3 separate regions of the Zea mays genome follow, and regions 1 and 2 are each linked to region 3. The links are chromatin contacts, called in public Hi-C maps. All regions are on one chromosome and are shown on one strand. The core of a region is the stretch at or near the end of the contact, and the rest is flanking DNA. Distances in the headings are between cores, read along the strand shown.

Region 1 (3,994 bases), core at 1,397-3,896, 130 kb after region 3:
CTTTCCTGTTCTTGCTTGTGTTCTTGATTGCATTTTCAGGGATAAGCCTTCGTGGTGAGGTCACTCGTGTGTCACGAGTGATAACCAACGGAGCCGTGGTGTAGTGATTGCGAGGAACCTTTCGCTCGGAGCCTTGGATCATCAACGTCGAGATCTCCATTCAATCAAGTTATCGTATCTCACGGAAGATCGGGCCGCGTCTTCTATCAGGAGTGATTGACTCCTTCGGGGTCTTAGTTTTTTATCTCTGCAGGCGTGGTGGACTCCATTTGTCACTTGGCCGCAGCATGGGCGCAAAGGGAGCCCCGAGTGTTCCATGTCGGTTTGTTGGAGTTTCCAACAAATTTACCACAGCATAGGTTGCAAGGGTAGCCCCGAGCCTTTGCGCGGGGCGAGAGGACGATTGACGGGCACCTTGACTTTTTACGTTATACGCCTCTTCGTCGCCTCCCCGCAAGGAGGAAGATGGGGATCACGACATGCTACCCTCAATAGGCAACGAGCATGATGTCTCCAGTGAGCTGTTAACGGGTAATCCAAGCGGGGTCCGTGCTCCATTCGGTAGGAGTCGGCTAGCGGTCCGGATACACGCCCCAAAAGTACCCGCGGGTGATTCGCCTAGTCCCGAACTCGTTAACGAATCGCTCTCGAGTGTCTTGTATATGTCTTAGGGTACCTCAGGATCGTAGCCTGAGCCTTGGCTATGTACGGTTGTACCCATAGTCGTCCCTGACTCTGTGCTCTAAGCAGGGTCGTTCCTGACTTTTCGGAGGCCCATTGCGAAATCCGATATGGAGGCCCCATACACACAAATATATATAATTATACATGTAGTATCGAATATTTGACGTATAAAAATTATTATGCATTGTTTTGAAGTTTATAAGATAACAAATATAAAATATAGTCAAAAATACTTACTTGTTATCTGATACCATTAAAAATATCTTCTAACATTTTGTGATACAAAAGTCATCGCTTATATTATTGAGGTCAATCTCATCCAACAACTTTTTTCGATATATAGAATCAGCAAGCCATTTAACCTCTATTGAGTTATTGTTGACCATAAATAGGTCACAAAAATATTTCAATTTTAAAAAGCTTCTCTTTGTCGATGCAACCATCATGTGTATAGTAAATAATACCCTCTCTATATCAAAATAAAATTTGTTTTACTTCTTTAGTGGATTCATCATTATATAGTTGAATATAAACATAAAAATCAAGAGCTAAAACAAATACTATTTTGAAACGGATGGAGTATTCGATAAGTAATTGAGACATTAGTTTAATAATCTAAACGAAATTGATTGATAGCATATCGCTCTTTGCGTATTTGTGTTTAGAATATATATGTTTAACAGAAAAAAATGCTAACGTTCGTTGACTAAGGGGCCCTCTGTTTTTGGGGGCCTGATGCGGCCGCACACCCCTTCGGTACGGCCCTGGCTCTAAGGCGGTTATGAAGCCCTTCCGAGGGGCCAACATTCGAACCTATGATCAGTAATTGGCTCGGAGCCCACTCGTCTCGAGGCGGTTTCCCGAACCCTATCGAGGGCCCGACCTTCGAACCCCTGAACAATACTATGCTTTCCCCTTTTTCCTTGAGGAAGGATGTCCGAGGTGAGAGGAGCCTTCTTCCCGTTATTTGCAAGGAGATGGAAAGGGAGGGAGAGGGAGAGGCACACCATTTGATGCGTAATACGAGGCGGTGTTTGCTGTCTGATGTCAGCCAACAGGAAGGGCAAGAAGGTTTTGTTCAGGAGATTTATTTGTGGCCTAAATTAGCGATATTTTTAGAAGTCCTAATTTACCCCTTCTTAGTTGTTCGTGTTCCTTTCATAGGCGACGGGCGGCGGTGCCCAATCAATTGAATCTTCTAAGGTTAGACTCGACGTAACGACTAACGAGAACATAGCTTACCGACAAGGAACTAGATCTCGAGGATAAATATTATGTCTACCTCTTTCAAGCTTCCACTACAAGTTAGTCTTAATATTGCATATTGTTTTTTATAATAATATTATGTAGAATTCTTTATTACTTGTTACACTTTTGTATATATATTTTTTATCTTAATTCATCTACTATGTTTTTGGTAAAGAGTTTTTTATAGACTATTTATGCTCCTCTTTTAGCCATCAAAATTCTATTAATAGATTTGGAAAAACGTTAAAAATCGGTCCAACCGATTGTTAAAAGTCGACTAAAGCAGATTTTATATAAAAGACGGTCGGTGTAGCCAATCTCTAGTGACGGTCTAATCGACTTTGCAATTTGTAATGGCTGATGTGACTAAGTTTGTTATAGTGATACTTGGTTTGGTCGAGTTTAATAGCTGACTGAAGTGGCTTGTCACTTTTAAGCGTCAACTCGACCGAGCTCAGCCATCGCAAGTAGGGGTGGTAATAAATCTTGATTCAAATGTTCTTCACGACTTGTTAGAACGCTAAATTAATTTAGTTAAAAATAAATAGAAATAGAACATAATACTAATCTGTTGTCACCCTTAATCGCAAGAGGACACCGAGGCCGGTGTCGCGATCAGATGACGCCCCCCCAAGACATGTCATTTGTGTGAAGGATGCGCGCCCCTCGCTGTTGACACCGCGCACCGAGCCGAGCAGCGGTCCGCATCGAGACGGCGACCACCGAAAGCGTTTGCGGTGGCGTGCTGCAGCTGACGGACGGGTGGAAGCCGTGGGTCGATAGGTCCACAGCAGCAGGGTTTCCAATTCCACCACGTCGAACTCGGTTTATTTGAAGCAACAATACGAGCAATGCAACCCAGGCTGATCGCCTAGCGTGTAGCAGTAGGGCACACCAAATTCTCACAATCTTTACTAGCGTTCTTGCTGCGCTGCTTCATTTTCGTAACGTACAGTTTCTAAAACTTTTGAGTGTTGTAACTGGAAAGAGCATCTTCAATATTTTGGCTTAGAGCTAATTTAAGAATTTTATAATTATTAAATAATGTAAAAAGACAAGAGACTAGCGTGAACTTAAAGGTGCGTTTGGTTGTAATGACAAAATAAGATGGAATAGAACGATTCTTTAAATGCGGTTGTTTGGTTCAGGGTCAGGAGTTGGAACAGAACTATTCCAGTGTTATAACAGTTGTCCCTCAAAATTAGAGAGACGAGAAAAGACATCAAAAAATATCCTTGTCCTGCCTGCTCCAGCTATCCCGCAACCAAATGAATGGAGATAGGCTCACACACTTTACGATCTATTTCTTTCTCACAGGACCTAAATGTTAGCGTATCAATCTACAGTCACATTCAAGGCAGGGTTACAGGCACGATATTTGTTTCCTCCTATGTACATGTCGTAGCCATAGGCTGAGAGGCGTAACTACAGGGATTTATTCCCATGTTGCATTCAGGTCATGTTTGTTAGCTTCCTTTCTCTCCAGCCTCTGTGTACTTCTATTTAAACAAACCAGCCTGTTGAATAAAGTTCATCGCGTTGAGTATTTCTCGGCTTCCACTAAAAATGCTCGGATCGATTTCCAACTACCATAGATTGCATAATGTAAGTCACATTATAAATATGATTAAGAGAAAATAGTACGAAGAGACGAGTTTTTTCTAAAGAGTCCGTCTTTTATATATTTTTTTCATTTAACTCCTTAAAAATCTTTAAAGGACCCATATTAAATTGGTTTGTACATGCTTTTATATTTATTAGCTTAGAATTAGTGCTAAACTGCTAACTCATACTGTGGGCGGGGGACAGTGATCTAGCTCTACTGTTATTTCATGATTTTTTTTCTTGTGTACTGCTGATATATGTCCCTTTCTTTACATGGACAGATTAGAAGAATTTTACATGCGTTACCGTGTGGCAGAGATGCGTATGTTGCGCTGGATATGTGGCCACACAAGGAGAGATCGAGTCCGGAATGATGATATACGAGAGAGAGTAGGAGTGGCGCCAATTGAGGAGAAGCTTATGCAACATCGCTTGAGATGGTTTGGACATATCCAAC
Region 2 (4,112 bases), core at 1,189-3,688, 220 kb before region 3:
TATTGAGTGTAGAGAGTGGAAAGCTTGGATGATTTGAATGGTGGTGGTTGGGGGTATTTATAGCCCAACCAACATTCTAGGCGTTGGCAGTTCTGTCTGTCGATGGGCACACAGTACAGTCCGGTGCGCATCGGACATAGCATTGTTCATTGTCCGGTGCGTGCCACGTCAGCCGACCGTTGGGGTTTGGAGATGTTGACCATTGAAGTCGTTTGTCCTTTTGGTGCACCGAACAATCTGGTGGCACACCGGACAGTCCGGTGTGATCTAACATCGCAGACTGTCTTTGACTTCTGACGCTTCAGACTGCGGTGGCAGTCGACCGTTATTGAAGTCGACCATTGCTCTTGGACTCACTGGACACCGGACTGTCCGATGATTTTTAGCCGAGGAGGGCTTTGATTTCCCGAGAGCGGTCAGTTCGCGAAGTGCTCTAGCCTGGGCACCGGACAGTCCGGTGCGCCACAGGCTGGTGCATATCTGTTTTGCTCCAAGGTTGTAGAATTCCCCCAAGGTCTTTTTCTTTGTATGTATAAATGAACTTTATGCACCTGAGAAAAATATCAACTAGGCAAACTAGTTAGTCCATAAGATTTGTGATAGATGTCAAACACCAAAATCGATTATATGAAATGTTTGAGGCCATTTCTCTTTCAAGCCTTAACTCTTATTTGTTGATGAGCATTACACTACACATGGCCCCCCACCGTAAGTGAGCTCATGCACATTATTTTCCATACTTACTGAGCGATGAACGTATGTGAGCTCACTCTCGCTATAAAACTCTCCCCACATGTGAAGAGCAGGTATCCCCTGATGAGGACTACTACGATGAGTTCGATGAGATCTAAACGTCGTCTCTCAGTTAACTGTTGGTGCCAAGGATATAATTATATTAGTTCGGTTTAGTTATTATCAACTATTGTGTAAGACATTCTCGTTATGCAATAAAGATTATGACATTTGTCTCTATACATCGAGTCATTATATGTGTTGATCTTGTTTGTCGCACATATAAGACGTACCTGGGGTTGGCCTTAAAACCGGGTGTGCCATAAATGAAGACTAAATAACACAATAAAAGTCTAATAAGTAGTTTATGATTCAGCTATGTGAAGCTATAGTAAATATTTACTAGTCATAGATTAATTATGCTTAATAAATTTATCTCATCGTTTAGTCTTACATGTGTAATTAGTTTTTATACTACTATATTTAATAGTGACATTTAAACTAAACTTTAGTCATGTAAAATCAAACACGGAAACACCCAAACATGACACGACGAGTCATCAGTAAATAGCAACGCAAATTTGGAACGTGTCTTGTTCAGAAATAGTTGCTCGTCGTACGGGCTCAGCTTTAACCCTTGCCATAATAAATCAGCTTCATGAAAGGCGCATGCAAACGCAAGGCTGTGTGGCCTACTGGGAGTAGCTCTTGTCCTGGCTTGTTCAATCGGTAGTCGGTACTCGACTACTCGGTAACAACAGCGGTTGATCGCATGGGTAGACAGGGAGAAAAATATGTGCGCGTATGCTCCACCAAAGTCAACATGTGACAGTCAGTCACCAGACAGGCAGGCACACGTAGGACGTGAGGCAGGCAAGTAGGCGAGGGAGAGGGTCTCATTAACTTCGACATTCATAACGTCACCTACCTCCTTCGTGATCCTCTGCCACTTCGCCAGTATATAGCCGCATGACGGCATTCCACGCCCACGGTCGTTGCATGTTGTGGTGGCAGCGTTTGGTGAAGAATCCACTAGGCAGCTGCAGCTCCAAACGGTCAAGAGGAATGCATCAGAAAGAGTTTGATGATTGACGAGAGGAGAGGGCTACATCATGTCCATGACAGGCATAAGCTATGGAGTCCATCCCTATTGATTATTTCTGGTTTGGAGGGCCAAAACGACAAATATACATGCAAAATTCGACTCTCTTGATGCTGGTCAAGGATGTTAGGCACAGTGGGCAGTGGCACTCGCACTAAAAACAGTAGTAGCAGCAAGCAGCGGCAACCCCCTTCGTCCCTAGTCAACCGTACCAGTAGAACGTCGCCCAGTTTTGAGAGGTACCAGACCTGAGTGCGGGGGCAGCGCAGTCATTAACGCGGCTCACCCACCAACCTCAACTCTTCTCCTTGGGATCATCCTTCTCGTCCGAACCCCCACCCCCACCCACCGCCTCCCGGCAGCGTAGTTACTCCCCTCCCTCGCCATCAATCCTCCTCCCCCTGTTCGCTGTGCAGTGCTCAGTGCATGCCACTCCCGTTTCTCCCTCCACCACCATTCACCACCACCAGTGCCACTGCCACTGCCACACACCCACACCGAATTACGCGGCGGCCCTGCGCGCAGGATGCTCTTTGCCTGCCTGCCTGCCTGCTACTGCTCATCTCTGCCCATATAGCGCGCGGCTAGCAGCTTCCGGATGGACGCGTGCGATGTAGCAGTGGCCAGCTACTCGGCAGCAGCGCTCGCTCTCTAGACGCTTGGGCTTGGCACGCCGTCGCCGAGATCATCCATGGCCGGCGCAGGCCAGGAAGAAGAAAAGGTGGAGCACGAGGGAGAAGAAATGGTGGCCGGCCGGCAGCAAGGATCGTCGCGCGGCGCCGTGGAGCAATGCGGCGGCCAAGCACAGCCTGCCGTCACCGCTCCATGCTCGTCCAAGGTTCGTACGTCGTCGTCGCTGTCACTGCACTGCACGCATCACGGGAGGGCGTGGGTTTCTTAGTGCTGACAGGGCTAGCTTTCCTCGTTGAATTCACTGCCAGAACCCGCCGGACGCGAGGAAGCCTTACGCGACTCCGGAGGGGTGCTCCGTCCACCCGGGGCCGCCGCGGGATCAACGGCCCAACGCGTCGCCGAACCACCGCGTGTCCCTGGAGAACGACGTGAGGACATCAAGAACACCCCCTCGCCGTCTCTGATCTGGGTCTGCTCGTCTAGTAACTAGCTGTTTATGAGTTCTGGCAGGTTAGGCAGCTGCAGCTGCATTTGCGTCAGGAGAGGTCTGTCCGGGTCATGCTCGATCGGGCCATTGGCCGGGCGTCCAGCGCGCTGTCTCCTGGCCATAGGCATTTCCGGGATTTCCCGGCGCAGGTATGGCCGGCTGACTCATCGGCCGTTTGCCACCTCCTCAGTTTTTGTTTTCTCCTTCGTGGGAGTTGCTTTGCCGCTAACTCGCGCATCTCACGTGACACTCAGGTTAGCTGTAGATTGCTCATTTGCATATACAGTGCTCTCGAGTTTGTCTGGATTGGGCATGCATGGAAATTCAGCTGTCTAATAAAATGACAGCTGTGAAACCACCGGCATCGAAATCCAGGCATATATTTTTATTTTTTCTATTTTTGTTTCCATTATTGACAGCTAGTTTGTCAAGCTTGATGCCAGCTCAAATACACAGTTGCCCAAGACAGGGGATTATGCAAGGGACATCCCTCCTACTCCATACACTTCCTCCGTTTCAAATTAGAACATGAATGGTTTTTTTTTTTGCGAGAGTCAAGATATTTTAGATTTAATCAAAGCCATCAAAATAAATCACAAAGATTTATAATATCATCATCATTATTTTATTATATAAGTTTGGTCAAATTCGAGATGTATATCACACACTCCATTTCCCCAACCAAGTTAGCTAGGATGACATAGTTTGGAATGGAAAGAGTACCGTTACTCAGTGGCGGATCCAGGATTGATCCAAGAGGGGGCTACTAAGCTAAGGTTATAAAATTTTTTAAACCAAACAAAAAATATAATTGATGTTTAATATGACACAAAAAACAAGATATAATTTAAACATTCATGAAATATGTAGCCTAAAAATAAGTCGATACAAATTATAAAATTACAATAATTAGTACATACCGTTCAGGAGTTGATGCTGCGAGACAAATCTATTTTTCAAGTTCTTAATCTTTGAAAATGTTCATAGCAAAGAAAGCTCTCTCAGAAATTTGTCCATCTTATTTCTATAAACATAAAATTTAATTTTATCAAATAATTTATTAAAATAGCAAACATGGAACTACTACTAAATAAATAATTAAAATCAAACTACCAACACCTAGCACACTGCAGACTGCACATGGTTCAAAACTTAAAA
Region 3 (4,462 bases), core at 569-3,068:
CTATAAAAGGGACCCCTAGGCGCATGGAGGAGTATACCAAGCATTCTTACAACATTCCTAAGCACCAAGACCTCGATTCCGCGCATTTGTTTCTTTGTGATAGCATATAGAGCTCTAGTGGAGTTGTGAACTCATTGAGTTGTGTTGCGAGCTCTTGTTGCGACTTGTGTGCGTGGTGACACTCTGATTTTTGTGTCTTGTGTGCGTTGCTAATCCCTCCCTTGCTCCGTGCTTTTTTGTGAACTTCAAGTGTAAGGGCGAGAGGCTCCAAGTTGTGGAGATTCCTCGCAAACGGGATTAAGAAAAGCAAGCAAAACACCGTGGTATTCAAGTGGGTCTTTGGACCGCTTGAGAGGGGTTGATTGCAACCCTCGTCCGTTGGGACGCCACAACGTGGAGTAGGCAAGCGTTGGTCTTGGCCGAACCACGGGATAACCACCGTGCCATCTCTGTGATTTATCTCTTGTTGGTTATTGTGTTTTGTTGAAGACTCCTCTCTAGCCACTTGGCGGTTATTGCGCTAACACTTGACCAAGTTTTTGTGGCCTAAGTTTTAAGTGTTACAGGATCACCTATTCACCCCCCCTCTAGGTGCTCTCACTATCTCTACCACAAAAGGAATTATACAACATAAGTTCCAATCCTATATTCTAAACTAAGAATAGAAAAGATTGTAACTTAAGTAATCAATGTAAATGCAGAAGCTAAAGAGCAAAAGTAGAGATTTCAAACTCCCGTGGACGCGTCGATATTTTTACTGAGGTATCCGGAACCGTGCAATGTCCCGACTAATCCTCGCTGGTGTCCCTATGCAAAGGTAGCCAACGCGAGGGCCAAACATCTAGTTGAGTAACTTCGTAGAGAGTCACGACCTTCTCCACACTCAAGTGGTGCTCCACTTCAGGCCTCCTCTCAAACGCTCTCCGCCGTCTTCACTATCAAGCTTCTGTCCGAAACACCGTGGGCGTCGTTCCCTCCGGTACACGGTGACGGACGCACCACAAATGCGGCTGGTGTGGTCTCGCAAGACTCTTGCCCCACTCGGTACAATATTACAACGGCTCGCGCAAGAGCTGATGGGTTTTGAGGGTTTTTTCTGAACTCACTTAAGCTAACTAGGAACAATCTAGAGCAAGCGCATAAGCGGGTGTTTGGTTTCACCCAACTAAAGTTTAGGGCTTAGAGCTTGTTCGGTTAGCTTTCAATCCATGTTGATTGAGTAGGATTATGTGGGTTTAAATCTCAATCAAGTCAAACTTCTTCTTAATTTTTTCCAATCCCATCCAATTTATGTGTAATGGGATAACCAAACAAGGCATTATTTGCTTGGGACCTGGTAAATCTGCCTGGGCCAGACACGTCCTCAGATCGTCGATTTCGAGTGCCTGGCAGTTGGATGCATCTGCATGGCCGGCACGCCTAGGCCAGGTCACCAACCAAACACGCCATTAGTCACTGCCGTATCGACTGCTTAATAACAATTGCGAGTATTAAATATAGTTTAATTATAAAACTAATTGCATGGATGAAGACTAAAAAACAAGATTAATTTGTTAAATCTAATTAAGCATATATTTAATATTCATTTAATATTCAAACATGTAATATGACACGAACTAACCTTTATTAGAGAAATCAAATACCTAATTAGTGTTATATTAAATGTTTGAATATTAATTATGAGTGTTAAATATAAATTTAATTAGATTTAATAAATTTGTCTTATCTTTTAGTCTTCAATAATATAGTTTTCAATAATTATATGATAGTTAATATATGTAATTATCAATCAAATAAACGTTTGATATGATATGTACTGAGTTTTAGTACTAGTATGAACCAAACAGCCAAGCCTTACTGGTGTGCCTGGCACGCAGGCCGCGTGGATCCTGCACAGCCGGACCACAAAACCCCGCCCCACCAGGCCACCACGGACAACCACACCCCTCCAGTCTCCACCCTGCTCCGCTCTTGCTCCCGCTAGTTGCAGTTCGTCGCCGGCCGCAACCCCTCTCCCCCGCCGTTTGGGGTTCGCCTCCGTCGCTGCTGCAGGAGCTAGGGTTTCCGGCGTGGGCAACCGGGGTATGTGCAGCAGCTGCCGCACTGCAGGATCTAGGGTTCCGACGACTCCGCTCACGGATGGAGGGTGGTAGAAGGGCGAGCGAATCCCTCTCGGTACATCTCCATTCCTCCTTATGTTTTTCTTCTTCACGCGGCGTGCCTCGCTTCTGTGCCGCAGTGTGCGAGGCTTGTAGTGGGTCATCCGGGGCGCGCGCCTGTAGCTTGGTGCCTTGGTGGTTTAGGGTTTGGGATGGGTGGCGCTTGAGCTTAGCCACCTTGTTTTCGGGTTGTTTTGAAGGCGTAGTTACGGATTACAGCTTGGCACTCGGAATTAGGGTTTGGAGCCTTTTATTTTCAGTAGCCTCGTGTGCTTTGCGGTCAGACTGGTTGAGGGCTTGGTTCAATCCGACTGCTGTAAACCAAAGCTTTACTTGCAAGTAATGTTTTGCTGGGAGTTCAGTGCTAGTGAGCGCATGGTCCTGGGGTCAAAATGCACCGCACATGTTCTATTCATCAGCCAGGAGGGGGTATGGTCTTAGTTGACGGAGAATGCTCTAGAAAATGTAGAATTTGCACTTCACTTTTGGCGTTTTTAAAACAGCCACACATATGTTCAGTGCGAATTGCAATTTTGTGCGGGTCATTTGGTATGCAACAATCATCATTACTGGGTACTAGGTGGCAGTCTTATAGAGACGTCTGAGATGCTGCCTACTGCCTAAAATACTATCTCGCTCTCTCACATACACTGATATACACTCACACATGTTTTGTGCAATGATTTTCACACATCTGCCTGGGTAGTTTTGCTCCCATATATGAATTATGTTATATATAAATATGGTTCTCCGATATTTTTTGCTTGTATTTTGTAGGCATACACCCATGGATCATGATGATACTGATTTTCAGAGCCAAAACTTTCAACTAGCTGGTGAAGGCAGTAACAAATTCTCATCAGGTTTGCGACCATTTGCACTACCAAAACTTGATATTGAGGACCAATTACAAGGCCATCTTCGATTTGATAATTTGATAGATACAGAAGCATTTTTCAGTGTACAAGGGCACGGGAATAGTTGGATTGAGGTTCTGTCCACTGGAAGCAGTGTTGTTGATTTTAGCTCTAGCGCAGCTGAATCTTGCTCAATATCTAAAACTAATAATGTCTGGTCAGAGGCAACATCCACTGAATCTGTCGAAATGCTATTGAAATCGGTGGGAGAAAATGAGACAACTGGTGACATGGATAATAATGCCCACCTTAAGTTAAGTGGTATGGACAGTCAAATTGATCAATCGAGTGTCCATCCTAAATCTAGTAACTCCCTGCCAGATAGTACTGTAGTGCCAACTGAGGAAGATCAGTCTTTGAGTACTCATTCTAGAATGACAGACGATCTTGATCGTTCTCAGATATCTCATTCTATAATGACTGCCGACCTTTCAAACACCGAGAGTCAGCTTGAACATTTTCGGCCTTTCTTAATGGACAAGAAAGCTGAGCAGGCAGTGGATTCTGTTGGTGAGAAGTGCATTGCAGGTGAGAAGTTGTCCTCTTCAAACAACGCACCAGGAAGCTACCCAGCCATTGACAACTATTTTGGGGCAGGTCATGATGATCGTTCTTTGGACAAACTTAATATACCCTCAACTGGAGTAGATTCAAAGAACTTGAATAATGAACCTTTCCCAGAGTTGGCTCCCCTGCAGAACATATATACTGATTCATATCACTTCAAGGAAGATACTACAGAATCCGAGGCTGGTGTTACTCCTCAAGATTCAAAGTTTCGTCATATCAACGAAAATAAAGTTGAAGGTGGACTACAAGAACTGCAAAGTTTGTCATGTGCTGGTCAGTCCTTGGGCGCTGTAAACTTGTCTAGTCAAGCAAGCAATGAAACTCTTTTGTCAGAAAGTTCTGATGGATTGCTAGAGGCCATAACAAATCCAGTTAAGATGCTGCACAGGAGTGATGATACTTGCAATAAAGTGAACAGCACTCCTCAACCATCTTTTTCAGCAGTGCAACATGGAGCTGAAGGCCTGGAAAATTCAGTTCACAGGAGCAATGAGTTCGTTGTTAAGGAGTTTAGTATCGGTTCAAATTCTCTTTTATCTCACCAACCTGAGGCAGACCCAAAATTTTTTAATCCACATCCTATTAGTTCTCTGTCTCCGAAAAGTAAAATTTCCGATGCCACTTGTGTTCCTGAAGAAACAAAGAATGTTGGATCCAATAGTATAAACACCTGCTGTACAGGTGATGAATCAAAACATGTAGTGTTGGAGAACCGACAATATTCTGTTGACAACCTAAAAAGTGGTGACATGGGAGAAAAGATGTCTGGGGAGGAAATACCCGCAGTTTCAGGGAACATTGATCAAATGATAGAGA

Evidence for each region. A called contact is a pair of places that touch in the nucleus more often than the background predicts.
Region 1: a Hi-C map of bundle sheath shows a contact between it and region 3, with 1.8 times the contacts expected there. The contact joins the enhancer-like site here to the promoter of LOC103637646 in region 3. A contact is called at or near these places in 6 of 25 Hi-C or Micro-C datasets (bundle sheath, ear, endosperm and 2 more).
Region 2: a Hi-C map of leaf shows a contact between it and region 3, with 7 times the contacts expected there. The contact joins the promoter of LOC100194247 here to the promoter of LOC103637646 in region 3. A contact is called at or near these places in 8 of 25 Hi-C or Micro-C datasets (bundle sheath, ear, endosperm and 3 more).

Annotation. Positions count from the first base shown.
Region 1 is chr1:91,837,270-91,841,263 of Zm-B73-REFERENCE-NAM-5.0, forward strand. No RefSeq gene overlaps it. Among protein-coding and RNA genes, the nearest start is that of LOC103637649, 53 kb to the right of the region's middle. Within about 2 kb of position 2,647, at least 12 of the 20 cell types and tissues checked have an H3K27ac peak or open chromatin away from gene starts, as enhancers often do. A contact at or near this core is called in bundle sheath, endosperm and leaf, where this site is marked.
Region 2 is chr1:91,484,452-91,488,563 of Zm-B73-REFERENCE-NAM-5.0, forward strand. LOC100194247 reads left to right here and starts at 2,439. Exons shown (of 10, transcript NM_001139288.2): 1 at 2,439-2,672; 2 at 2,776-2,895; 3 at 2,978-3,103. The coding sequence starts at 2,526.
Region 3 is chr1:91,709,708-91,714,169 of Zm-B73-REFERENCE-NAM-5.0, forward strand. It overlaps LOC103637646 (G2484-1 protein), which reads left to right and starts at 1,819. Exons shown (of 17, transcript XM_008660081.3): 1 at 1,819-2,175; 2 at 2,937-4,462. The coding sequence starts at 2,947.